Linked DNA regions of Mus musculus: regions 1, 2, 3, 4, 5 and 7 are each linked to region 6. A link is a contact called in public promoter capture Hi-C data. All regions are on one chromosome and are shown on one strand. The core of a region is the stretch at or near the end of the contact, and the rest is flanking DNA. Distances in the headings are between cores, read along the strand shown. Region 1 holds the start of Dnttip1 (deoxynucleotidyltransferase, terminal, interacting protein 1). Region 2 holds the start of Pcif1 (PDX1 C-terminal inhibiting factor 1). Region 3 holds the start of Wfdc2 (WAP four-disulfide core domain 2). Region 4 holds the start of Snx21 (sorting nexin family member 21). Region 5 holds the start of Wfdc13 (WAP four-disulfide core domain 13). Region 6 holds the start of Trp53rka (transformation related protein 53 regulating kinase A). Region 7 holds the start of Acot8 (acyl-CoA thioesterase 8).

Evidence for each region. Promoter capture Hi-C pulls out the DNA fragments that hold promoters and counts their contacts.
Region 1: a promoter capture Hi-C map of liver shows a contact between it and region 6, with 3 times the contacts expected there. The contact joins the promoter of Dnttip1 here to the promoter of Trp53rka in region 6. A contact is called at or near these places in 3 of 39 promoter capture datasets (liver and pre-B cells), 1 of 484 Hi-C or Micro-C datasets (myocytes), 1 of 115 datasets of contacts at active chromatin or transcription factors (pancreatic cancer cells) and 1 of 9 other capture datasets (liver).
Region 2: a promoter capture Hi-C map of the 3T3-L1 cell line shows a contact between it and region 6, with 2.2 times the contacts expected there. The contact joins the promoter of Pcif1 here to the promoter of Trp53rka in region 6. A contact is called at or near these places in 4 of 39 promoter capture datasets (the 3T3-L1 cell line, hippocampal neurons and liver) and 1 of 115 datasets of contacts at active chromatin or transcription factors (pancreatic cancer cells).
Region 3: a promoter capture Hi-C map of liver shows a contact between it and region 6, with 4 times the contacts expected there. The contact joins the promoter of Wfdc2 here to the promoter of Trp53rka in region 6. A contact is called at or near these places in 3 of 39 promoter capture datasets (the 3T3-L1 cell line and liver) and 1 of 115 datasets of contacts at active chromatin or transcription factors (pancreatic cancer cells).
Region 4: a promoter capture Hi-C map of liver shows a contact between it and region 6, with 2.4 times the contacts expected there. The contact joins the promoter of Snx21 here to the promoter of Trp53rka in region 6. A contact is called at or near these places in 8 of 39 promoter capture datasets (the 3T3-L1 cell line, the C10 cell line, hippocampal neurons and 3 more) and 1 of 115 datasets of contacts at active chromatin or transcription factors (pancreatic cancer cells).
Region 5: a contact with region 6 is called in a promoter capture Hi-C map of liver, with 3 times the contacts expected there. The contact joins the promoter of Wfdc13 here to the promoter of Trp53rka in region 6. A contact is called at or near these places in 4 of 39 promoter capture datasets (liver, pre-B cells and stem cell-derived epiblast-like cells).
Region 7: a contact with region 6 is called in a promoter capture Hi-C map of liver, with 4 times the contacts expected there. The contact joins the promoter of Acot8 here to the promoter of Trp53rka in region 6. A contact is called at or near these places in 6 of 39 promoter capture datasets (the 3T3-L1 cell line, 3T3-L1-derived adipocytes, hippocampal neurons and 2 more).

The regions. Positions count from the first base shown.
Region 1 is chr2:164,744,063-164,747,479 of GRCm38.p6, reverse strand. It overlaps Dnttip1 (deoxynucleotidyltransferase, terminal, interacting protein 1), which reads right to left and starts at 1,465. Exons shown (of 13, transcript NM_133763.1): 1 at 1,322-1,465; 2 at 703-773; 3 at 1-17. The coding sequence starts at 1,426. It also overlaps a transcript of Wfdc3 not described here.
Region 2 is chr2:164,877,820-164,881,139 of GRCm38.p6, reverse strand. Pcif1 (PDX1 C-terminal inhibiting factor 1) reads right to left here and starts at 1,772. Exons shown (of 17, transcript NM_146129.3): 1 at 1,651-1,772. It overlaps 4930445K14Rik (a long non-coding RNA gene), which reads left to right. Exons shown (of 2, transcript XR_003953757.1): 2 at 1,099-3,320.
Region 3 is chr2:164,560,437-164,564,046 of GRCm38.p6, reverse strand. It overlaps Wfdc2 (WAP four-disulfide core domain 2), which reads right to left and starts at 1,331. Exons shown (of 5, transcript NM_026323.2): 1 at 1,243-1,331; 2 at 596-739. The coding sequence starts at 1,321.
Region 4 is chr2:164,784,183-164,787,531 of GRCm38.p6, reverse strand. Snx21 (sorting nexin family member 21) reads right to left here and starts at 1,511. Exons shown (of 3, transcript NM_133924.3): 1 at 1,208-1,511; 2 at 677-834. The coding sequence starts at 1,466.
Region 5 is chr2:164,683,844-164,687,427 of GRCm38.p6, reverse strand. Wfdc13 (WAP four-disulfide core domain 13) reads right to left here and starts at 2,321. Exons shown (of 2, transcript NM_001012704.1): 1 at 2,122-2,321; 2 at 1-595. The coding sequence starts at 2,209. The coding sequence ends at 438.
Region 6 is chr2:165,491,208-165,494,625 of GRCm38.p6, reverse strand. Trp53rka (transformation related protein 53 regulating kinase A) reads left to right here and starts at 1,312. Exons shown (of 2, transcript NM_001007581.1): 1 at 1,312-1,579; 2 at 2,915-3,418. The coding sequence starts at 1,324. The coding sequence ends at 3,393.
Region 7 is chr2:164,803,161-164,806,682 of GRCm38.p6, reverse strand. It overlaps Acot8 (acyl-CoA thioesterase 8), which reads left to right and starts at 1,802. Exons shown (of 6, transcript NM_133240.2): 1 at 1,802-1,993. The coding sequence starts at 1,866. Zswim3 (zinc finger SWIM-type containing 3) reads right to left here and starts at 1,569. Exons shown (of 2, transcript NM_178375.2): 1 at 1,252-1,569. The coding sequence starts at 1,406.

The DNA.
Region 1 (3,417 bases), core at 216-2,715, 750 kb after region 6:
TGGCTGGGTCTGTGAAACTGGGGTTGTTGGGGAGACAGAGTCAGGGGAGTGTTCCAAACAGACCTTCCCAGACTACTCAGCTAGTTAGCAACATGGGATTCTAAAATTTATTTCATTATAACTCTGTGAAATAGGAATTATTTTCCAAGTATTTTATGAAATATAATACACACATATTTTTTCTTTTCCTTTTTTAGAGACAGAGTCTCACTATGTAGTCTGGTTGTCTTGGAACTCACTACATAGATCAGGCTGGCCTTAAACTCACAGAGGTCTGCCTGCCTCTGCCAAGTATTGTAATTAATAAATGATTATCACTATCCCAGGTCAAAAATACAAGAAGAATTCCCAAGGCCCATCCCTTCCCCAGGCTGGATGCCCCATGTCAAAGCTGAGAAAACAGAGTCTAAGAAAAGCTAAAGGCTTGTGTTAACAAACATCTCAGTCTGCATTAGAACAGATGTCTGTAATCTTGAATTCACATCCTCTGACTTACAGACTTCAATCACGGAGACAGACTAGACGTTCATTCCTTCCCTGCTTGGTTAGGATGTGGACCTGACAAGGTGACAGGAAGTTACAGCCTCCCCACTCCTGTGCTCTTTACGGGCTGTTGATCTCAGACTCCTACAGTGGGGTTCCCAAAGCACTCACTGCAGTCCACACAACTGGATCTCAGGTCTCACCCAGGTCGAGCCTTACCTTGTGGTCATCTGAGATCGGCGGCCCCTTCGCTGCACCTGCCGATGTTTTATCATTATGTTCCAAGGGTTCTGTTGGGGACCAAGTGGGCAAATGTCACCGAGGCTTCTCATAGTGAGGATGAGGAGAAAGTGAGTATGGCGCTAAACCTAGACGTTCCTGCTTCTCACTTCTCCCACCTTGGGGTGAAGGGGAATTAATTCAGTGGCTGGAAGACCCTGTCAGGGTGGAGGAACTGGGAAAATGTTTTCTGTCACCAATGTCCAAAGCTCGCTTTTTCTGGAAGAGCAAGAGGAAGGGCAGCAGTGTTTACCTAGGGTCTACTATGAGGCGGGTGACGAGTCAGGGCGTTCTACCCGCCTTTATCAGCCCATCCCACCACAACTCCAGCAAGCTCGGGTTATTGCTGTTCATTTCACAGAAGAGAAACCTGGCGCTCAGAGGGTGTCACATCAGGCCCACGTCACCTAGCTACAATCTGAATCCAGCTTGTAGCGGCACTGAGAAAACGACATTCCCAGGGCCGCACGGCCGCCGCGTTCTTTCGCCCGCGGGCCCGGGGCCCGGGAGCCCGAGGCCCTGCCCGGCCCGAGCCCCGGCCTCGCCCGGGCGCCCTCACCGTGAGAACCGGCTGGCCCGCCGCGCCCGCGTCGCCCAGCTCCAGGCCACCTCGCTCCGCCCCGCCGGGGCCCCGCGGCTGCTCGGTGTCGCCAGTCGCCCCCATGGCGCCCCCCGGCCCACAACAACCTCAGCTCGACTCAGCCACCGGAAAGCGGCGCCGTGACGTCACGGGAGCGCCCGAGCCACCCGGCCGGAAGCGCGACGCGCGTGCGCCGTGGGGTTGCTATGGGAACCGAACTGCCGCCTAGGAGCCACCTCGTCTTTGGTGTCGGGGACGACGTTGAGGCTTCCAGACCCCTGGGAGACAACGGCTGGGGACCGAGTGTGGGTGTTCGGGGGCCATTCAGTCAAGGGACGAGGGCGGTGTGAGGGCAGCAGAGCATACACTTCAGCGGGGGAGCACGGGGCTTCGGATGAGGGCAGCCCGAAGTTCAATCTTTGAAAACCGCAGGAACATCTGAAATCTTAGCACAGCCTCCCCCGAATTGGAGTAGTCTGACTCAGGAACCGGGAAAGCCAACAAAAGAAGGGGTTGTTGGTGCCACCCTAAATACCCAAACACCTAAACACCATACTACTAGCCTTTGCGGGCTGCCGCTTGTGTCGAAAGGCATCAGAATGAAAGTTGGGTTTTGGCTTGTGAACTAGTCCTGTTGCAGAGAGCTGGCCTTCTCTCCCCTAGATGGTTGATTCTGGGATAGGTAGGGGATGAAAGGTTTAACAACTGTGGCGTTCTCCAGAGCTCCTCTTAGCACTACCTCAGAGAGGTAAGCTGTCTGTGAAAGAATTCGGATTCAGTTACGGGTGATAAAATAACTCTTCTCGGGTCACAAGAAGCAGGTAGTGTAACGTATATGAATTTTGTGTTAGGAAAGATCTAGATTCCAACCTGATGTGATATGATCGTTAACGTTGGATAGGGCCTGGTGTGATAACATAACCCCAACACCGAGGAAGGAAGTAGCTGTGGTGTAGAGCTGTCTCAAAGCCAAAGGCTAAGAACATTGGCTGTGGGACTGGATCGCTTACCGCTATTCTCCTGCATACTAATTGCACGGTCATTCGTCCACAGTTTCAAGTATTCCAGCCTGGACCATGTAACTAAGGATCTGCCTCCACCTCCACAATGCCGGTTCACAGGCATGCCACAGTCCACGTTTGGTTTATGTCGTGTTGGAAATTGACCCCAGAGTCGTCATATGGTTGATACTAGGGCTGGATTATTTTATGCAAAGCACTTAAAACTTTGGTATAAGTAACTCCTTAAATTATTCTAATATAATAGTAATTTCCAGCAACCGTCACTTAAGGACTTTTTCCTCTGAAATATTATTGTATGTATTAAAATACTGCATATAAAACACATATTAGATAATCAACAATGCCAGTTTTGTTCCATGTTCCAACGTCCACTTTTATTTTTTTAGGTTTACTTATGTGTATGAGTGTTTTGCTGGTATGCATGTATGTATGTACATCATTTATGTACCTGGTATCCGCAGAGGTCAGAATAGGGTATTGGATCCTTTGGAAATAAAGTTATGGATAATTGTAAATTTCCCTGTGGGTGCTGGGAACTGAACCCTGGTCCTCTACAAGAGCAACACATGCTCCATGACTGCTGGGCCATCTTTCTAGCCCCAACATCCACCTTTTAACAAGGCACTTCCTTGCTTTAAACAATGGTGGCTTTTTTGTTTTTGTTTTCCCTTAGGCAAGACCCTCCTCTGTAGCTCTAGGCTGAGCTTCAATTTAGGCCCAAGCTGACAGTGTAATCTACCTGTCTCTCTCTGCCTTCCCAAGACTGGAATGGCAAGCAGACACTACCATGCCTGGCTTTGGATATATGAAGATAGTCTTTTGTTGTTACGTTTTTACCTGTACTCTGCCCTTAACCTTACTGGGCTCAGCGGTGTCACTGGACACTATTAGATATCACAGCCAATGGAGGACATGTGCTATACAAATAAAAAGAAGCAGGGGAGAAGGTGACAGAGGAGACATGAAAGACCGAGTCATCGCAGCTGCCCTCTCTAATTTTGATGACTATCTTTCATTTTGTCTAAGAGTGGCATATGTGGTCCACAGGGACCA
Region 2 (3,320 bases), core at 523-3,022, 610 kb after region 6:
CCAAAGCAAAGGGTGCAAAGCGAACGTAAGGAAAGTTGGGGCACTATCTCAAGCCACCCACAACTAAGAAAAGACACACTTCTTTGGCTGTCTTGAAATAAATAAAAATAAAAACATGCAAACACGTATAACACATCTTGTCCACCTTTATTGAAAATTTTGTGTCCCCCAAAATGTGAAGGATGCACCTGGTAGATGCAGTTGTTAGAGAAGGCAGAAGCAGCCCGGCCTCGTGCCACCTAAACAGGACACTACAGCAATCCCAAACCAGCTGAACCCCAACGACACCTATTTGCAGTTAGAAGCAGGAGGGGTAGAACTACCAAAGAATTTGTAACTTTAGGGCAGGGTCTCACACAGCTGAAACTGGCGTAAAACTCCTAATGATCCTGCCGGAATCGGAGTGTTAAAGATTATCGCCCTTAGTCATCCTATCCTGCCTTGGTCATCCATCCATCTCTTAAGTGCTAGAATTTCAGATCTGTGCCTTCACCCTCGACAAGATTTTATTTTTAAACGCACCCCAGATGGGACTGGGAGACAAGATGACACACTTTTGCACTTTACACAGCTTGAAAATGTTAACTTGGAACTTGTTAAGTGCTGGTAATAAAGCTACTTAGTACACTGACTGCCCGGCATATGTGAAACCTAGGGTTATATCCCCAGTACCACATACACACACATTAGAGCCAGGTGTAGTGACAGACGACTTTAATCCCAGCACTAAAGACACAGGGTTTCTGTGAATTCGAGGGCAGCCTGTTCCACATAGTGAGTTACAGGATAGCCAGGGCTACACAGAGACCCTGTCTTTTAAAAATAAGATAAACTCGCGTAGATAGGTGCAGCAGGTCTCTGGCCAAAACGCCAGCTCTGAAGTTGGCCAGACCCAAGTTCAAGGCCGTGCTGCCGTCCTGACACCTACGTCAGAACCATCTGACCCCTGCACCGTAGTCTAGCGTTCTGTGGACTCTCGCTGCTGCTCCCATTAAGTGACTGTTTTCACTTAGCCTGTGCCTTCCGGACCCCCACGCATACCAAAGTCGGAGAAGCGCAGCGTAGTCTAGAGACAAACAACTGTATCTGCGCAAGCAGCGGAACTCGGACTAGAAAATGCATCCGATTCCGGGATTGGAGGAACATGGGCGGGATCACATACCAGAGTACCAATCATAACGCCCCGGCTCTGGTGGGCGGAGCCACGCAGGCGCACAGACGGGAACCCTCCCCCACCCCGCTCCCAGCGCGCTCCCGCCTGCCCCTCCCGCAAGCCCAGCGGGGGCGGGAAGTCTGGCGCGCGCGCGCCGGCCCTTCGCCCGGGCTCCGCCCCCCGCCCTGCCGCGCGCTCCCGCCCCCGGGCTGAGGCGACTCTGAGTCGGAGCCCGACACAAAGGCGGTGGCGACGGCGGCAGCGGCAGCAGCGAAGGGACCCTAGAGGCCGCTCCGCCCGGGCTCTCCGGGCCCACTGCACTCACCCCAGCCGGCAGTCCTGCTGCCCACCCGCGGCTCTAAGATGGCGGCGACGAAAGAGACCGGGCGAGCGGCAGCCCCGAGCGGGAAGCGCCGGAGGGGCCTCCGCCGTCCTGCTTCGGACTCCCGGACCCAGGCGCGGCACGCAGCGGGACCGTGGCTTCCTGGGGCTCTTACCTGCCCGAAGCGGACTCGAGGGGATGCGGCCACACGTTCTGCTCGACCGCCCGTTTTGCCGCCTCCGCCTCGCCCTCCCCAGCGCCGCTGCCGCCATCTTGTGTCCCGGGCCGGGACTCCGCGCTGCGCATGCGTCGGTACCGCCTCTGAAGGACCTCGCCACGGCCGCGCCGCCATCTTGAGTGTGGCAACGTTGACTGGCTCCCCAGACCTTGATGGCTTTCGCCCCCACCCCCCGCCCCCAACTCCCCATTTTCCGGTTGATCTGGGTGGTCCCTTGTGGTCCTGAGGATGGGGAAAAACAGCGTTGCTATTCTTGAAACGTAGGTGGGAAGGAAGGAATCTATCGCACACCCCTGCCTCAGTTTCCCTGCCGAACGCATTCGCAGGGGCTGAAGATCTAGGACACTTTAGGGGGCACGAAGCTGGTCTAGAGTCTTCTGGGGGCTCTGGCTCAGTTGCCGACATAGGCGGAGCGGTGACGTAGGCCCTGCACGTTGGGTCCTGGCCTGCACAGTGCTCTGCCGCTTCCAGCTGGTGTCCTCTCGGGGCCTCTGCCCTCTAAGGGTCCTGGAATGTTAACTCTCTCTGCCTAGAGGCCAGGTGACGAAGACGTGCAAATCGAACCTTTGCGCGTTAGCAACCTGCTCACAAATTGCTCTTGAATAGTCGTAGCTTTTGGAGGAGTGCAAATAGGGTAGATGTGGCTTTGGGCAGTTGTAAAGTTGTGAAGGCTGCACACAGCTTAGTGGGAGACGCTTCTGCAAGGGGCCATCGTCGGGCTCCCTTCCGGAATTAGGCTCCTAGCTCCACCCACTTGTGGCCTCCTAAGGAAGCTGTTGCCCAGTTAAGGTAACTTGAAAGGAGGACAAGTTTGCCACCTGCTGCTGGACTAGCGTAGCAGATGGCCCAGCTGGTCAGCCTCTCAGGTCTATGACGCTGTCGGCGCTGGCTGCCCAGTAACTTGGAGCTGGAATGTTGGGAGGTCAGGAAAAATGGTCAACAATATAAACTAGTAAGAGTTGGAGGAGGATCTTGTCTAGTCTGCCCACAGACACCTGACCATCGACCCCAGGTGTGTCCATCTTAGGGATTTTTTTGTTCTTTTGGTTTTTTGATAGTTCTGCTATATAACCCTGGCAGACCAGGAACTCAGCAGTCTGTCTGCCTGCTGGGTGCTGAAATTAAAAGCATACACCATCATGCATCTCGAATCTTGGGAGACTGATAAAGGGTCACTAGTTTGAGAGGTCAGCAGGGCTACAAGATACTTGCTTTAAAAAGGAAAGTTTAACTTGGGAGGCAGAGGCAGGCAGATTTCTGAGTTCGAGGCCAGCCTGGACTACAGAGTGAGTTCCAGGACAGCCAGGGCTACACAGAGAAACCCTGTCTCGGGAAGAAAAAAAAAAAAAAAAAAAAAAAGGAAAGTTTAAAAGGGGAGTTGGTTAGGGGTGTAACTCAGTGTTTCCCTAACCTCTGACCCTGTTCCAGTTCTGGTTTTTGGTTTGGTTTTTTTTTTTTTTTTTTTTTTAAAGATTTATTTATTATATGTAAGTACACTGAAGCTGTCTTCAGACACTCCAGAAGAGGGCGCCAGATCTCGTTACGGATGGTTGTGAGCCACCATGTGGTTGCTGGGATCTGAACTCCTGACCTTCGGAAGAGCAGTC
Region 3 (3,610 bases), core at 82-2,581, 930 kb after region 6:
TGGAAATAAAGATACAAGAGGAAAATCCAGTGTCAAAGAAAGAAACGGAACCTCTGCCAGCCACAGGATGGCGGTGTAACTTTGTGCGAGAACATTTATTTTGGCGGCTCACTTCCACAACCTTAGGATGTGGCAAAAGATTTCTCCCTCCCTCAGGTACAAATCTTGAGTCTTGCTAGGCCAGACCGTTGAGGGCCCTGCGGGAAGAACCCCAAGGGGCAACAGGTCCCTAAGGCTCGGGTCCCGGCACTGACGCCACCCAGGGTTTGCCCTCCAACTCCAGCCTAGGAAGCCACTGCTCTCAGGTCCCGGAACAAAGTCTCGCTGTGCGTGCCCGGAAGCCCTTCATGCACCAGAGAATCGAATCCAGCCAGGAATGGGGGGGAGGGGGGCTCCTTCCCCTGGGCCGCGCCTCTGTGACGCCTTTGTCCCTCGCATTTACCCCAGGCCAGACAAGGGAGGCACGTGTGGATCGGGTTTCCACCGCTTTTCGGGCTCCCTGGATCTGGGATGCCCTTCTTCGCCAAACCCAAACCCGGGCCGCTCCCACCTCTCACAACCCCGCCCTGTCCCCGCCAGGTCACCCCGGGGCTACCATTAGGCTTGGAGCAGACAGAGCTGCAGCCCGCCTGGCAGCACTTGCGGTTGTCCGCACAGTCCTTGTCCAAAGTGCACTCCAACACACAGTCCGTAATTGGTTCAAGCTGGGGGCACTCGCCGGGTTTCTCTGCATCGGTGCCTTGGGATGGGTGGGTGGGAGCAGAGACTTGTCAGGGAGAACCGAGCCCAGTCCCACCCGCATATCCTCTCCCTGCTCCGAGATCCCCAAATTTCAACCCCAAGGATTTCGGATTCTTTGGCCCAGGGGCCCCCATAATATCATCCCAGAGAGCCTCACCCCCGAGCCAGGGGTCTCTGACACTAGAGAACTCCCCAATGCTTGGCTTCAAAGTCCCCAGTCCTCTGGGACTTGAGCCTCTGCTTGGAAGCTTCCGCCATCCCGGGAGTTTCCCGCTCCTCTTCATCAGGTCTCTGCTTTCAGAGCTGAGAGAGCCCCCGCCCTTCCAACTTTAAGCCTTCATTGATTCCCCCTCCCCCCTTCCCAGTACATTCCCCGGACCCTAAGCTTCAAGGATAACTAGCTGTAGGCCCCAGAGTTGCAAAAATTAAATATTCACTGGCCTCTCACCTTAGTCCCAGAACCCCGGCTTCTGAGACTCCGGCACTCTGGGCTGCACTCACCTGTGGCTGAGATGGGGGTGAACAGTAGCAACCCTAGTAGGAGGCCAGCGGCCAGCAAGCAGAGGCGACAGGCAGGCATGGTGCAGGTGTGACCTGCAGCCAGGATGGGGGGGATTTAAGCACTCGCGCGGGGAGGGGGGCGGGGCCGAGTGAGGGGTACAGGAGGCGGGTAGGAAGCACAGCGGGCAGCGCGGGCGCCCTGCCACCTCACGCCATTTCACAATCCCCCTGGATCAGGTGTCATTCTTGGCTCTGGTGGGAACCAGGAACCGAGACAGCTTCCAAGCCGGCTGCAGCCGGACACTTGTCCACCCCTCCCTCTCTTCCTACCTTTCTAAGGCCTGAGGGCAAGGCAGGGCAGTGAGAGCTGAAAGCTCCCTGGGATCAGTTTTAAAGAGTCTGTTGACTCCCCAGGAGTCCAAGATTAAGGAGAAAACGGCAAGGCTGCAGTGATGGAGCCAAAAGGAGGCAAAAGATGCTGGGGATTAAATGGCTGAGATTGGGGCCAGATGAACCACAGCATGCAGAGCCCTGTTCAAGGATTAGTAGAGGCTGGTGTAGTGGAGGCTACAGAAATAAGACTTATTAACAAAGGAAGCCAGCTGACAAGGAACACATCCAGGAAGGAGCAACACCCGTGCAATTTCCAGCTCTCTCGGGCATTTCTTTTGCCTTTTCTTACCCCAGTCCATTGGGGCAGGATAGAGTGTTTCACTACTATGACTAGAGAGTGATGCACAGGCTGGACCACTTCAGAGGCTTGTCCCCAACCGAAGTTCCAGGCTAAAGTTTTTGGATCTCCATTTCTTCCTCCAGGCTCTGTTTCCTCCAGATGCCTACCAAATGACACATAACAGAGAGAGTGTTATGGTGGTGACTATGCAACGCTGGCACTTCAGGATATCCTTCCCTTTATTATCAGGTAAAACTTAGCAGCGCAAACCGGGTGTCTTAGCATTTTACTGCTGTGAACAGACACCATGACTAAGGCAACTCTCATAAGGACAACATTTAATTGGGGCTGGCTTACAGGTTCAGAGGTTCAATCCATTATCATCAGGGTGGGAGCATGGCAGCATCCAGGTAGGCATGGTGCAGGAGGAACTGAGAGTTCTACATCTTCATCTGAAGGCTGCTAAGAGAAGACTAACTTCCAGAAAGCTAGGGAGAAAGGCCACCCCCACAGTGATACACTTCCTCCAACAAGGCTACCCCTCCAAATAGTACCACTCCCTGGGACAAGCATATTCAAACCACCACACTGGGCATGTGCAGGAATAGACTTTTCTCTAAGAACCTCCCTGTTTGGATTTGTATAGGCTTCCATAATAAATTCCTCACCCTTTCTAACCTTCCTTTGTTGCTTGATAGTAGACTCCTTGTGGAGTCTACTATCGTGTGCTCCTGGCCTCACATGATGTCAACCACCATATCCGGTTACCGTAATCAAAAGGGGGCTGTCCGGTGCTGGTCCTGGAGTGACAGGGACCAGGTTCCACCTCCTCCACTTCCCATTTGAAGGACCTTGGGTGAAACTCCTCTCCTTTTTGAAGAGCCATTTTTGTCATCTGTAAAAATGATGGTCGAGGGGTGGGGGATGTGTCTCAGTGGACATGGCATTTGCCTGGTGTGTGTGAGGCCCTAGGTTCAATGCTCAGGGCTACAGGGAGAGGGAAAGAATGACGATTAAAGTCATGCTCCCGCCAGGAACAACCGTGAATTCCGTAGTTGTTGACATAGGAACCCTAGGGCCTGGCGTGTGACTACCACATACAGAGCCACGAGTCCCCAACAAATAATAAATGCCCACTGTTACAAAGGAGCCTGATGAGTGTAGCCTACCTTCTATGTTCCTGAGCCCCATGTCCTTGGATTCAACCGACCTCTGGTGGAAAATATTTGGGGATAAAACTGCACCTGGACCAAGCACATGCTGGCTCTCATTCTTCTTGATGTTCCTTAAACAATACAGTGCCCAGTCCTTTATGGTGGAGGGTGTTTCGCAAGATTGAAAGCGCACCAGAACATACATGTGTTGTAGGCAAACACTGCAGATTTTTATTTAATACATTTTATCTTGAACCCCACTCCCCCCCAAAAAAAAACCATTTTATTTTTCTAACCATACAGCCCATTGAACCTGTCCGTGCATCTTTGCCAGTGGCTGGGCCTTCTCCACACATTGTGTTTCTGATGTAAGTTACTGGGGTTCAGTGTTTTGAAGCAGTTTGATAAGACCTTTATTAAATTGTTCCCGAAGGGCTTCCTGACCAGGGAACCCCAAGATTAGCATCTCAAAGACCATAAACTTGTAGTCAGGACCTTTCTTACAGAGCTCTGTTGCTGTTGGACTAGGTGATCATAAACT
Region 4 (3,349 bases), core at 262-2,761, 710 kb after region 6:
TACATTTTGCACACATATCAAGTGAAGTTAGGTGTGGAATTTTCCACTTGCGGCCTCACGTGGACACTCAAATGCTTCAGATTTTCAAGCATTTCAGATTGGGGAATTTGACACTATACAGCTACAGTTTTAATCTATCACAGTGCCAGACAATGCTAAGGTTTCCCTGCGCCTGGCCTCATTTACCTCCTATTATAATCCCATGTATTGCCTATTGCTCAAAAGAGGAAACTGGGGGCCACTGAGGCCACAGAACCCACCCAAGGGGAAGCCACTGGTAAACACAGGGGATGTGAATCAAGACTGGTCTGGATCCAAAGCCCATTTCCTTAATCCTGACCCATGCCACTGGGTCTCAATACTGTGTCCTGCTGCGGTTGACAGAAACCCACAGGGTACAGAAAGAAACACACATCAGTTCTCGTAACCTCAAGACTAGGACAGGAGGCAACTCCTAAGGCCACATTCTCAGTTTTAGAGAAACTAAGTCATTTGCCTGAGGACGTGTTCAGTTGACACCCATCTTCTCATCTGGTCTCAGTTCCCCCAGGTGTAAAATAAGGACATCCTTTTATAACTGCATGGCCACGACCCCCGCCCCAAAATCTGTGCTATTTCCTTTCTCTCAGCTAGACATCTAGACTCGCTGCTCAAGGGTTCCTGGAACCTCACTCACCACGTACTTGGAGGGAGGGTCTTTGACAACATTGGCGCTGGTCACCTCAAAGAGCAGCCTCTGTGGAACTAGGGTGTTCCGAGACTTTTTCCAGAAATCCTGCAGCTGGCGGGCCAGGAGTTGACTGCTCCGTTGTCCATCAGGTGGGGGACTTCGTTCTGCACAAGCACATGACCCGTCATTATGGGGGTGGCTAGCTCCAGAGTTAACGTAAACAAAATGCCATGACCTCATTCACAGAAGCGAGATGTGCTTCACCCCAGCGCCTGGCTTACAGTGGATGCTAAACCTCCACCCGAAGCAGCTAGCACACACGTTTGTTTCCCTGGTCCTGTGCATTTAATATCTACAAAAAACCCGAGATGGTGTGATTCCCATAGTGTTGTGAGTCAAGGTCACACAGCCAAACCGTGTCTGGAAGAGCTTATAGTGTCAATAGTTTCAGAGAGAAAACTCAGGATGCCCTCGGACCGCGTCCAGCGGGGAGGCCTAACCGAGCCCCGGGGTTCCTGTCTGTCCTCCCGCACTCGCCTGCGTCTTCTCCCGATGCCCCGTCTCCTGAGGGCGGCGAGTCGAGGCCCGCCTCGTCGTCCTCGTCTTCGTCGTCAGGGTCATCCTCCGCACTAGTGAAGCTGAGGGTGCCACTGAGGCGGGAGGACAGGCCCTCGGCGTCATCGTCCTCCAGCTCTGAGCTCTCAGGGAACTGCTCGGCCTCTGGGCCCGCCGCCGCCTCCCCGGGGCCATCGCTGGCCAGGGCGTGTCGCAGCCGGTGTAGGAGCCGCGAGGCCATGGCACCCAGGGGGGAGCGCGCCACGCTGGGTCCAGGGCTGAAGAGGGAGGGGACCCCCGCCCGGAGAGGGACCCGGGGGCGTGTCAGGGGCGTGGCACAAGAGGCCACGCCCACGGGCCGCGGCCGCTGGGGACGTGCGGGAGGCCGGCCTCTGCCCTGTTCCTCCCGCAGGCCGGGACGCGCCTCCACCCACCGCGTCCCAAGTGCGTTCGGGGCGGGCTCCCGGGATTTGGTGCAGCAGCCTGGCGGATTTAAGAGGCTCTCCGCCCAGGCAGCTCACGGCGCCGCCTCGCTGCTTCCTGCCGCCGCTCCGCCTCCGCCCCGCCAGCTCCCTCTCCCGGAGCTGTTAGAATCCCAAGCCGCTGCCTGCGGGAGGGACGCGGAGGGCAGCCGGGCGGGCCAAGGCTTCCCCCGAAACCCAGCCGGATCGTGGTGGCCGCGCCCCCTCTTGGACTCGCCCACCCCTCCTGGTCTCCTGAGGCCGCCCCAAGCTTTACCCCTAATCTCCATACAGTGCCATGTAACTTTACAGTGTAATTTCGCGGCATTTGGGAGCTCGGCTCTCCCTTGAGTGAAGCTTGAAATCCGGTTTCGTCCAGCCTAGGTTTTCTCATATGAAACAAGAATACTAATACTCATACTAAATTTTCACTCATACTAAATTTTCAGCTCTTGTAAAAACCCCAGTCCGGTGCCTGTGTGAGAAACCTAGCCCTTCCCAGTTTCGTTTGAACTTAACCTGGGGGAAGTAGTCAAAGAGGAAAACATCCAGAGAGGCTGTTACTTGTTCAAGGTTGCCCAGTTTGTCAGAGATCTCTAGCGTGGGAGCTCTTGAACTGATTTATTTTCCCACGCGTGCGGGGTTGCTTGGGTAATCTCTATAACTCTCTTGGAGAACTGCAGTTTATCTTTTACTGCAGGGTAGCAGTAGTCAGGAAAATGATTGCTGATCCCTGTCCCAAGGCTTACATGTCAGACCTAGCAGGCAGATTTGGCTAGTTAGACAATAAAACAAGTTATCTCAAAGGCCAGGTGTGGTGCTCCTGTGGCTCATGCCATTAATCCTAGCCCTGGCTCTCGGGAGGCAAAGGTAGGAGGATCATTGTGAGTTCAAGAACAGCCTGGTTTACTGTTGAGGTCCAGAACTAAATAGAGACCCTGCCTCAAAATTATCTCAGACAGTATCAAAATTAAGTATCTCCTATCCCCTTTTAGGGCGTGGGAGAGGGATGGAGGATATGAACGGAAAGACCTTCCTGGCCTTTACTGAACAGAAGGGTCTCAGATTTTAGCACTCATGGCGTCTTGTAAGTATTTCATACACTGTCACATGTCAGTCTCAGAGGATGAAGTTACAGTAATGATTATTTTTCTAAACGATTTATTTATTTCATATATGTGGTTATACTGTCGCTGTCTTCAGACACAGCAGAAAATGGCATTGGATGACCATTACAGATGGTTGCTGGGAATTGAACTTAGGACCTATGGAAGAGCAGTCAGTGCTCTTAGCCACTGAGCCATCTCTCCAGCCCCTCCCCCCCCCCTTGATGGTTCTTTTTTAATATGAGGAAACTAAGGCTGAGACTGGAAAGATGGTTTAGTGGTTAAGGGTGTGTATTTAGAAGAACTCTGGTAGAAGACCAGAGCTTGGTTTTCAGTACCCAAACTGGCAGTTATAGGCGCCCTCTTCTGGCCTCCAAAAGTTCCTGCACACATGTACACAAAACCCAAACACAAATACACATAATTAAAAACAGAATAAGTCTTAGAAAAAAGCCAGGTGTGGTGGTGCACACTTTTAATCCCAGCATTCGGGAGGCAGACAGGTGGATTTCTATGAATTCAAGAGCAGCCCGGTCTGCAGAGTGAGTTCTAGGTCA
Region 5 (3,584 bases), core at 1,072-3,571, 810 kb after region 6:
ATTGTGAGACATGGACAAGCAGAATCATCATCTATTCAAACAGAGAAAAAGAAAAAAGAAAGAAAAAGAGGGACTGTCGTATTAAAGGCAACAGACATGCCGTGTGAGAGGAGCGGCAGTGTCTCATCAGTGTCCTCGGTTCTTCTGGGACCAGGAAGGCCCCAGAATAGAGTCAGAGGCAACTATGAGTACGTTCAGAGAGACAGGGGCAGAGATTCACAGCTTCAGTGGTGGAGGGATGATGAGATTTGAAGATGCTTTTTTAATTAGGAGTTCTGTGGAAATCATCCTTGGTAAAGAGAGAGACAAGGATGGCAATATGGCAGAACCAGCAAGAAGAAAGAAAAAGGAAAGGACACTCATCACAGTCGTGGGCAACAGCCTCTGCTGTTGGCCTCTGCCAGCAGCTCTGGTGCCAGGGCTGGGAGAGGGGAGCCTTAGGAGAGCCCTAGTACTGGGGCTTGGTTTGAGGTACACACTATCCCACAGTAGGCGGAACAGCACTGAAGCGGTTCAGGGCATTCCTCCTGCTGCGTACAGAACATGTTGCACGCTCCGGGCTCCGATCTGCACGGTGGAGGTTCCAGGATGTACTCTGGAATGAAGTGGTAAGAGAGTGGTTGAAAGAACAGGCAGCAGCAACCTCATCTCCCCTTGCTGCTTTCCAGGGATGGGAATTGGTTTCGCCCCTAGCGCCCATGTTCCTCTGGGTTCTGGTTAGTGAACTAGGGCTGGATGTCAGATCTGAGACTATTAGGTGGAACCTTGGACTCACGTCTATGCATAATCCTTATGGATCAGATATTGAGACCCTATCGACCCTGGTAGGGTCTGTTTCAAGGGTAGGAATGTGTGTGTGTGTGTGTGTGTGTGTGTGTGTGAAGTTTAAAAAAAGGTATTAGTCACCTAATTTATAGTAATTTAAATTTGTTCTAGAGTCAACTGAACATCAGTTATTTGTGTGGAATATATATATTAAGAAGCCTAAATGGACTGGAGAGATGGCTCAGTGGTTAAGAGCACTGACTGTTCTTCCAGAGGTCCTGAGTTCAATTCCCAGTAACCATATGGTGGCTCACAACCATCTGCAATGGGATCTGATCTGATGCCCTCTTCTGGTGCGTCTGAAGACAGCTACAGTGTACTCATATATATTAAACAAATAATATTCTTAAAAAAGAGGAAACATAAACAGAAGTATAGCACAACAATGAACCAACAAACTGTAAGAGCTGGGCTAGAAGGTGGGCTCCAATTCACAGTTCAGGGTGGATTTTTTTTTTTCATGGTAAGGAGGGTGGGAATTTCAGAATGGGATGCCAATATCCAGCTTTTCCTTTCCGAAGCTCTGCAAACAGAACTGAGCCTCCACAGGAACATGAGCCATCAATCATATCCTCTGACTGAGCCCCAAATATAGAAGAATGCACACAAAACAGCTCTTGTCCTACTGCATATTGGCCCAGGATAGGCATTCCTGCCCCTGTCGGGCTAAGGGGCATTCGTAGCCAATGAGACAGACTCTAGTGGATGCTAGTCACTGGTAATTGTGCAGTGCCTCTAGATTTTTACCAAGCATAAAATAAAATGTGCAGTCCCTTCCCTTCCTCCCCATGTATCCTCCAAGGCCAACCTTGGTGCAGGTTGAATCATGATTTCTACCAATTTCATTTTCCTGTCTGTCTTCATGCTTGAAGAGTGGGGCCAGGGTTTCCTCCATGATGGAATTGGGGACAGCAAACTTAACCAGGAAGACGAGGCTTACGACGTTGACTGTAACTAATATTTAGTGGGATGCGCCTCATGGTCTAGTAAGACAGCTCCTAGCCTGAATGCACCAGCTTGTTTCTCTTTTCTTCTTGTCTCAATATCGTTATTTACATTATAACGTCACATTTGAAAACAAAGCAAAGCCCCCTGTCCTCAGAGAGTTTGGAGCCCTGTGATATAAGCACACAGAACAAGAATTCTGACCTAGAGTTTTCTGACCACACCCTTCGGATCCTTGGATGTTGTACTGTTCTATTCACTGTGAAATTCTCTAGCGGTGTCCCCCGAGATAGTCCCTTCTCCACAGGCGCTAACCCCGTCCCTCCCCTGGAGCACAGACCCAGCACCTACTCAGAAAGTATTGCTTGGGACTTCCAAGCACTGGCTGTGGTGCTAGGCTGAGCACCAGCAGGAGCTGCAAAGGTGACACAGGTCTCATGATGCTGGCTCGATGTGTGGTGAATCCTGGCCGAGGGTGGTTAGGTTGGTCCAAACTCTGCCGGGAGAAGAGAGGGAAAGAGGCTCAGAGATGGCTGTAAGGAGATGGCTGTAAGGAAAGCCTGGCTGAAAACCCAACCAACTCCTAGCCCTGCCCTACAGGGGCAGGTCCTGTTTCTGGATTTGCTGTCCTTTCATCCTCTCATGTGGAACTTAAAGAGCTCTCCCCCAATCCCCTCTCTCCTTTCTTTCCCTCCTCCCTCTCCCTCTCTTCTCCTCTTCTCTCTTTCTCTCTCTCCTCTCTCCCCTCCCTCTCGCCTCTTCTCTCCCTCTCTTCCTTCCTCTTCTCTCCCTCTCCCTCTCCCTCTCTCTCCCTCTCCCTCTCTCTCCCTCTCCCTCTCCCCTCTCTCTGTCTCCCCTCCCCATCCCCGATTGTGTGTGCATGTGCGTATTGCTAGGAATGGAAATCAGCACATTGCATATACCAGGCCTGATCTACATCCCCAGTCTTTGTTTTTTTTCAAGAATTAAAAAAATATCCCTCTAAAGGTTTTCTCTATCTTTGTTATATTTATCCTAGAGGCATGCATTCTTAAAGTGACTCTCTGGGTAGCATTGGAGATAATAACAGGAGAAATGGTCTTTATGTTTTAATCCATAACAAATTAATACATCCTCCATTGCCTATAATTTTTCTCATAGTTTAACCTTGTGGCTCGACTCTTCAGACTCAATTCCCTTAACTCCCGTGGTGCTGACCAGGCCCCCAGTCCACTGCCAGATGATGGTGTGTGTTCTTGGCTGCTGTCTGATTTGGGCTGGAAGCTTAAGTTTCCTGGTTAGGCTTAGAGAATTAGCTTTCATTCCTAACACAAAATCACATTTTCATCAGTTTATGTCGAATGATCTATTAGTATTGCTTTTTATTCCGTATAAACTGAGAGTGTTATATTCCTCCTTCAGCCCTTTGGTGTCGTAAACGTCACTCCAGGGTTGCTCATGTAAAACCATTCTTCAGTTTCCACAAGCATGTAGTCGCATTGATCACATTTGCTGCAGTCTGAGACAGGGTCTCACTGTATAGCTGCCCTGGAACTCACTCTGTAGACCAGGCTAGCCTTGAACTCACAGAGATCTGCCTGCCTCTGCTTCCCGAGTGCTAGGACTGAGGGGATGCACCACCACACCACAGCTTTCCACTATTGTTTTTCCAGGCGTGTAGTAAACTACTCTGGCCTTGTAGACTTTGCTGACCAGCACCCTTTCTTTATCTTGTTCCTGGGAAGTCTTGTGGACCACAATTAGTTTCTTGAATTCAAAAACCTCCCTCTCTCCTCTTTTTTTGGAGTCAGGGTCTTGCTATGTAGCCGAGGCTG
Region 6 (3,418 bases), core at 63-2,562:
GGTGGGTGGGTCATCAATCAAGCAGTTGAACGGCCAAAACCAAAGGGAATCTGAAACAGGTCTGGAAAGTAGAAAACCAGGGCTGATAACAGTTGAACTCACTCTCCTCATAGAGGCTAGGAAGGGCTTGTCTGGGGAAGTGACCCTGCAGTGGAGAATAACCTGCAGCTCTAGGTGATATGGAGCTGGACAAACATTTCCCTGCAGAGGAAATAGCAGGTGCAAAGGCTCTGTGCCGAGGGAGCATCATGGAGGATGGGTGGGGATTCTGGAGAGGGGAGGGTTTATAAGGGATGCAGGAGTCCATGGGCCCAGTTAAGGTTTAGGTCTTTCTTCTTAGCACAGTAGGGAGACACTGAAAGGTTTGAAGCCGCTTTAAAGAGCTAAACTCAGCCTGACTTAGCAAGCCTGGCTTTGGTCAGCACCTTTGCACAGTTAGATTTCTAAGGCAAGGGTTCAGATGGGTTTGGTTACCATAGAGACGGCTGGGTGGACACAAACAATTATGATAATGAAGCTACAGACTTGAGCACTGGGGGATATAAACGAACCGGGTTCTGGGTGCGCTTTGCTGGAAAACACATTTTGCCCACACAAAGGGTCTGATTATGAAAAGGGACCTGCCATGAATATGAACGAAACCCAGGGACCACAGAGCCAAGATGCTGGTGCCATAGCAACCCGGGACTCAAGGGCTTCTCTTCTGTATTTTCAACAGAGCCCCAAGGAGCGTGGGGCAGGGACAAGGGGGTCAAAGGCCATGTGAAGAGAGCCCTGTCCACCGGCACCGCGTAATCAGCCTCTTAATTCTGATAAGCCCTCACCCTAGCAGAACCAGGCAGCCTCATTCTGTAGTTGAAGATACCGGATCTGAGAGGGATGGTGCTGGCTGCTGACAGGCTGGTGCCAGGCATCAGGTGGCGTCTCCGGATAGAAAGCTTCGCCTAGTCCCTGCCTCCTTCCCGGCTTAGAGCATGTTTCCATAGACTGAAGTGGGACACGAGTTCAAAGCTAATCTGAGCTACACCGTGAGACTCTGTCTCAAAAAAAAAAAAAAAAAAAAAAAGGTCCCAAAGCCGGAGCATCACCGTGATGAAGAGTGAGAAGCTGTTGGCCTAAAGTTGCTGAGCGCTCACGAAGACAGACAGGGAAGGGCCAAGTCTACAGGTCCTAGAGGCTCCGCTGAGCGCGGAAAGGTCGCGAGGCGGAACCAAACTAGCAGGGTGAAGTGTGTTGTGTGGGGCGGTGTTAATGGCGGAAGAGGCCGGAGGATTTCCGAAGCGAGCGGAAGCGGCGCGGTCAGGGTCGGAAGGAGTCGGAGGCATGGCTGGCACGTCCTCGGAGGCGGAGGCCGAGGCGCTGGCCGCTGCGCGCGAGCGGAGCCGCCTCTTCCTGAGCGGCCTAGAGCTGGTGCAGCAGGGCGCCGAGGCGCGCGTCTTCCGTGGCCGCTTCCAGGGCCGCGCGGCCGTGGTGAAGCACCGCTTCCCGAAGAGCTACCGGCACCCGGAGCTGGAGGCGCGGCTCGGCCGGCGGCGGACAGTGCAGGAGGCGCGCGCGCTGCTCCGCTGCCGCCGTGCGGGTGAGGGGGGCCGGACGGGGCTCCGGGAGACGGGACAGACAGGGCTGCGGGAGACCAGTGGGACGTGAGAGACGGGGCTCCGATTTCTAGGGGACAGGATCAGATGGCAATGCTTAAGGACTCAAGGCGACAGTCAGGACGCCATTCTGTTTGGTTCGCGGGGCTTGTTTAGCGCTCGGGTCCCTCCGTTTCTCATTTCTCTGTTTCTGCTTACCGTCCTTCCCTCTCCATTTGGTGGTCTTAAGCAGTAGGTGTCCTGACAGGCGGGTGGCAGGAGCCGGGCTCTGTGGATTCACATTCTCCCTGCATTGTCTCCCTCGTAGCCATTCAGCGAGTCGTCTAGCCCAGTTACCTTGTATGTCACCGGAATCTCAGGGATATTGTGGTCATTAAAGAAGGCATATGCATCACATGTTCTTATGCTGACATAGTTCAGTAAATGTTTGATTTCATTAAATTGTTATTCTTTTCTTTAAAAAACATCCACACCCCCACAAAACAACAACAACAACAACAACATTACTCCAGAGAAAATGAGACTCAAAGAGGGGAAGTGCCTGAGGTTCCACAGCTACCAGGCAGCCTGTCTGTGGCCCAGAACCACCGAGCCTTTGCTATTTTTCTCTTTAATGGTTTTTAGGTGCCCACTGCCAGGACATTGATAGGTGCCAGGAGCCAGGGGAAATGCAGAAGTGAACAGGCCTGTGCTTTTCTGCCCTAGAGGGGCAATGGAGTTATAAAGAAGTGTTCATATATTCTCCTTTACCTTTTGTAAGTTTTATCAGACATGGGTGGGGGCTACCTTGGTACCCCAGTTTCTAGGAAACTGTTCTGAACTTGGTTGACATTCAGGAGAGACTCCTGGTGTTAACTGGAGGTTTTGTTACCACTTTACAGTTGTGGAGACTGAGGCATAGAGTAGCTAAGGGAACCTTGAGGTTTCACGCCTAATAAGGGATCTGAACCTGCCTGTTCCAGAGCACAGATGAGCCTGTAAGGTGACACCCTGCTTAGCCACTTGCCTGGTGACTGTCAGGTAGAAACTGCCCAGACTGCAGGATGCTTTCCTTCTGGCTTCTTGTTTTGTTTGTTTTTAGGGAGCAGCAATGAATTCCAGTCCTCAGGTGGCTTGAGAAAGGAGGAGCAAGCCTTGATACTTCCAGACTTACCCTGGCCTGGTCTCAGGCCGTAGTCCTGCAGGGCTTTAACAGGGCAAGCTCTGGATAAATTGTATCATTTTCCACAGTAGTCTAAACCCTGTTCCAAAGCTGTCTGCCTGTGCATGAAGCTGGCCTTCATGAAGATGCGTTCCCTAACCACGTGTGTCCATTGCAGGGATAGCTGCCCCAGTCGTCTTCTTTGTGGACTATGCGTCTAACTGCTTATATATGGAAGAAATCGAAGACTCGGTGACTGTTCGGGATTATATCCAATCCACTATGGAGACTGAAAAGGACCCCCAGTGCCTCTTGGACCTGGCCAGGAGGATGGGGCAGGTTCTGGCCGGAATGCACGACCAAGACCTCATTCACGGGGACCTCACCACCTCCAACATGCTCCTGAGGCGGCCCCTGGCGCAGCTGCACATCGTGCTCATCGACTTTGGGCTGAGCTTTGTCTCAGGACTGCCGGAAGATAAAGGCGTCGACCTCTATGTCCTGGAGAAGGCCTTCCTCAGCACGCACCCCCACACCGAGACCGTGTTTGAAGCCTTTCTGAAGAGTTACGGGGCCTCGACCCAGAAGTCCAGTCCAGTGCTGAAGAAGTTAGATGAGGTGCGCCTGAGAGGGCGAAAGCGGTCCATGGTCGGGTAGTGGAGCTGTGGTGAACTGGCTCACG
Region 7 (3,522 bases), core at 553-3,052, 690 kb after region 6:
CCAATCCACCATGCGTGAGCCTCAGTCCTCTTCCCCACGAGCTATCAGTCCAGCCCCCCATTTGTTATTTTCATCCATATTAGTTTCTAAGTCCAAGTAACTCCTTAGGGACACTTATTCATCTTTATGTGTACCCAAGAGTGACCCTGGACTTCAGAATGGAGCCAGAACACAGCCAGGCTCTATAGTCTGGAAAGTACTGTCCAAAGAGCTCAATCCCTGACTCAAACTTTGGTATATTTTGACACTCAGTTGGCCTATATGTTGTAATTAAAACTTGAATTGACTTTCAAATTGATTCATATGATTAGATTTCACAGCAAAAGACTGGGCACACAAACCTTCCTTTTTACGAAGGGGCGGGGCTGCTTCCCATTTCTCTCTGTCTCTCCCTCCCGCCCCCCAACTCCCCACTTTGGTTTTTCAAGACAGGTTTTCTCTGTGTAGCCCTGACTGTCCTGGAAGCTGCTCTGTAGACCAGACTGGCGTCGAACTCACAGAGATCTGCCTGCCTCTGCCTCCTGAGTGCTGGGATTAAAGGCTTCCACCACCAACCCCCTTTCCCTGTATTTTTTTTTTTAAACCAAACTGATTTGTCTCAAACTCATGACCCGCCGGCCTCAACCTTTTCGCATTGGGCTTCTAAACCTGCACCCTTATTCTTTCTTTCAAAGAAAAACTAAAAGCTAAATTTATAGTAGGCTGTTTCACCTGAACCCTAAAAGCCCTGGCGTTTTCATCAGCTTTTAGCCCCTAAAGTCAAATGAGTCAGGGAGCTACCACCAATAATTCTGACACACAGCCCTGCAGAGTAAGAAAGGCACTCAGGGAGCACCACCTTGGATAAGGAAGGTGTTTGAAAACGGCTGTATCTGGAGCTCAAGAATCATTTACAAAATCAATCACCGAAAAGAACCAACCAACCAACCAATGAGCACCATTACTGCTTTGTAAAGAGGAGGCTAATGGAGGAAATTATTACTAAGGCGTTTCAATTCACTCCTCAACCAGCCTTGCGCTTGAGATAGATTCTCTCAACAAACAAATAAAACGGAAAAACAACAAGATGCAGTTACTGCGAATTCCCAGGAAAGCTCGTGAATGAAGGAGTGGGAGCAAGCGCGGCGGGTAGCAAAGGCCACGCCGGTGAGGTTTCCCTCGTTTTTCCGCAGGCACGGGGAACGTGGCTCCTCCATGCACGCCCTCCTCCTCCAGGCAGCCCTCCTCCCCACCCTCCTGCCCCGCCCTTACAGGATATCCTCGCGGAAAGAGGTGCCGTTGTTGAGGTTATGGAAGCGGACGGAGATGCAGTCCCTGACAATGAAGGAGCACCTGGTCTCCTTTTTGTAGGCGCTGAAACACTCCTTGAAGTCCTCGTAGGTCTTAAAGCAGCTGCCTAGCTCCATGGCCGGGGACTGGCCCTCCTAGAACCTAGAACCACGGCAGGGGTCAGAGGTCACTGGGTAACGGCTGGCACGGGCCCAGCTGCGGTCCCGAGTGAGTGGCTTACAGGGCGCTTGGGAGGAGCCCAGAACAGGAGGAGACCGGTAACAGCAACCTAGGGGCGACTTTGCTCAGTGACAGAAGAGGAAAGACGCTCATCCCTTATTATTCATCTCCAAGGCTCCGCCCCCTCGCTGATTCACCCAATCACACGCGGATGTCCAAAACTGACACAAATATCCTCCAATCTTAAGATAGAGCTAGCCGCGCCCACTCTGAAATTGACAAGCACATCGACCAATCACAATCTGCGTCTCGCTCCCCGGAGCCCTTGGGATTTCCGGCCCCTGGAGCGACCTTCCGGAAGCGCTGGGAGCCTATATAAGTTTCCGCGTTTCTCTCAACCGCAGCCAGCAGTGAAAATGTCAGCGCCAGAGGGTCTGGGAGATGCTCATGGCGACGCCGACCGCGGCGACCTTTCCGGGGACCTCCGTAGTGTGCTGGTCACGAGCGTGCTCAACCTCGAGCCGCTAGATGAAGATCTCTACAGGTAGCCGGTAGCGCCTCTGAACTAGGCTCGCACCCCTCTTTCAGTATAGAGTCGCGATTACTGCCATCTCCCTGTGAACCTCAGTTCTGGGGTTAAGAGTTGGATGCAAGCTCTGCTGCAGTTAGAAGGCATGTCCCTGGCATCCATCCTTGCTTCCTCTTCAGGAGGCGATCTGGGGGGTGGGGGGGGAAGGTGTGTGTGTGTGTGTGTGTGTGTGTGAGAGAGAGAGAGAGAGAGAGAGGGAGAGAGGGAGAGAGGGAGAGAGGGAGAGAGGGGACAGAGACTCCGCTACCCCACAAGGCAGCTTAATCTGGTAGACTGAGTGTGCGTGTGTGTTCGTTTGTTCAAGCCATCCCTTAATGTCTGGTAAGTCATTACTTATCTTTCACTGAAGTGGGTTTGTAACAATTTTTTTGTTTTGTTTAGAGACAAGATGTCACTAAATATAGTCCTGGATGACCTGGAATTCACTATATATATATGAATGGAGAGGGAGAGAATGAGAGAGAGAGTATATATATATACACAGCAAGTTGGCTTGGAACCCACAGGGATCCACCTTCATTTGTCTCTTAAGCGCTGGCAGGAGTTCACCACCAGGTCTAGCTGGTTGTCTTGTTTTGTTTTGAGACAGGCTTTCTGTATAGCCCTCCCTGGCTAACCTGGAACTCTGTGTAGACCTGGCTGGCCTTGAGCTCACAGAGGCCAGTGTATCTCTGCCTCCCAAATCCTGGGCTCAAAGGTGTGTACCACCATGCCTGTTCAGTGACAGTTCTGACCCATGCAGCCCTTACGACTTTATCAGAAGCTATCGTTCTTCCAGCTAGGTAATTACTGTCTTGGGCCAGGAGCGCTTTTCAAATTGTTCTGTAAAGAAAAAACTGACAATCTCAGGGTTGAGTGCTAGGACTCAGGGTTCAGGCTCCAGCACTGGGCAAGCCCTTTCACCTAGATTAATCTGCAGGTAGCCGGCAGCGCCTCTGATTTCGGCTAGATTAATCTGCATTCAGTTTCACAACCTCAGACTGTTTTTTTTTTTTTTTTTTTTTTTTTTTTTTTAAGGGAGTTATATGGGAAGTCTTGAAGTCCTTTTAGCTCTGAAACTAGTTCCTGGAAGAGCTGCCTTGTCATGGTTAAGGAGTGCCAGCAGCAAGCCTTCATCCACACAACCCAGTCCCAGATCTGTTTTTTTTGGAGTTCCTCATGTCTGTTCAAGGCCTCAACAAACTTCTGGCCTCTCCCTTTCCCTGGTTTGGGGCGGGGAAGCTGTGGACTTGAGACCTCCCAGGGTTGGTAAGGGTTGAACTGTGTGGACATGCTTCCTGTACTCTTGCTGTAAACGAGGGAGCTCGCGCTTATGTTCTGTTTGAAGTCCACAGAAAGCTTGGGTAGATGCGTGGACGAAAGATTTGTGCGGTGATGTAAGAGATTCGAGAGCAGACTCGTTGGCCTCCCTCGGGTTCTGAAAAAGGACCCAAGTAACCTTAAACCCTTTACTGGAGGCTTACGGAGTTCACAGCGCCCCTCAA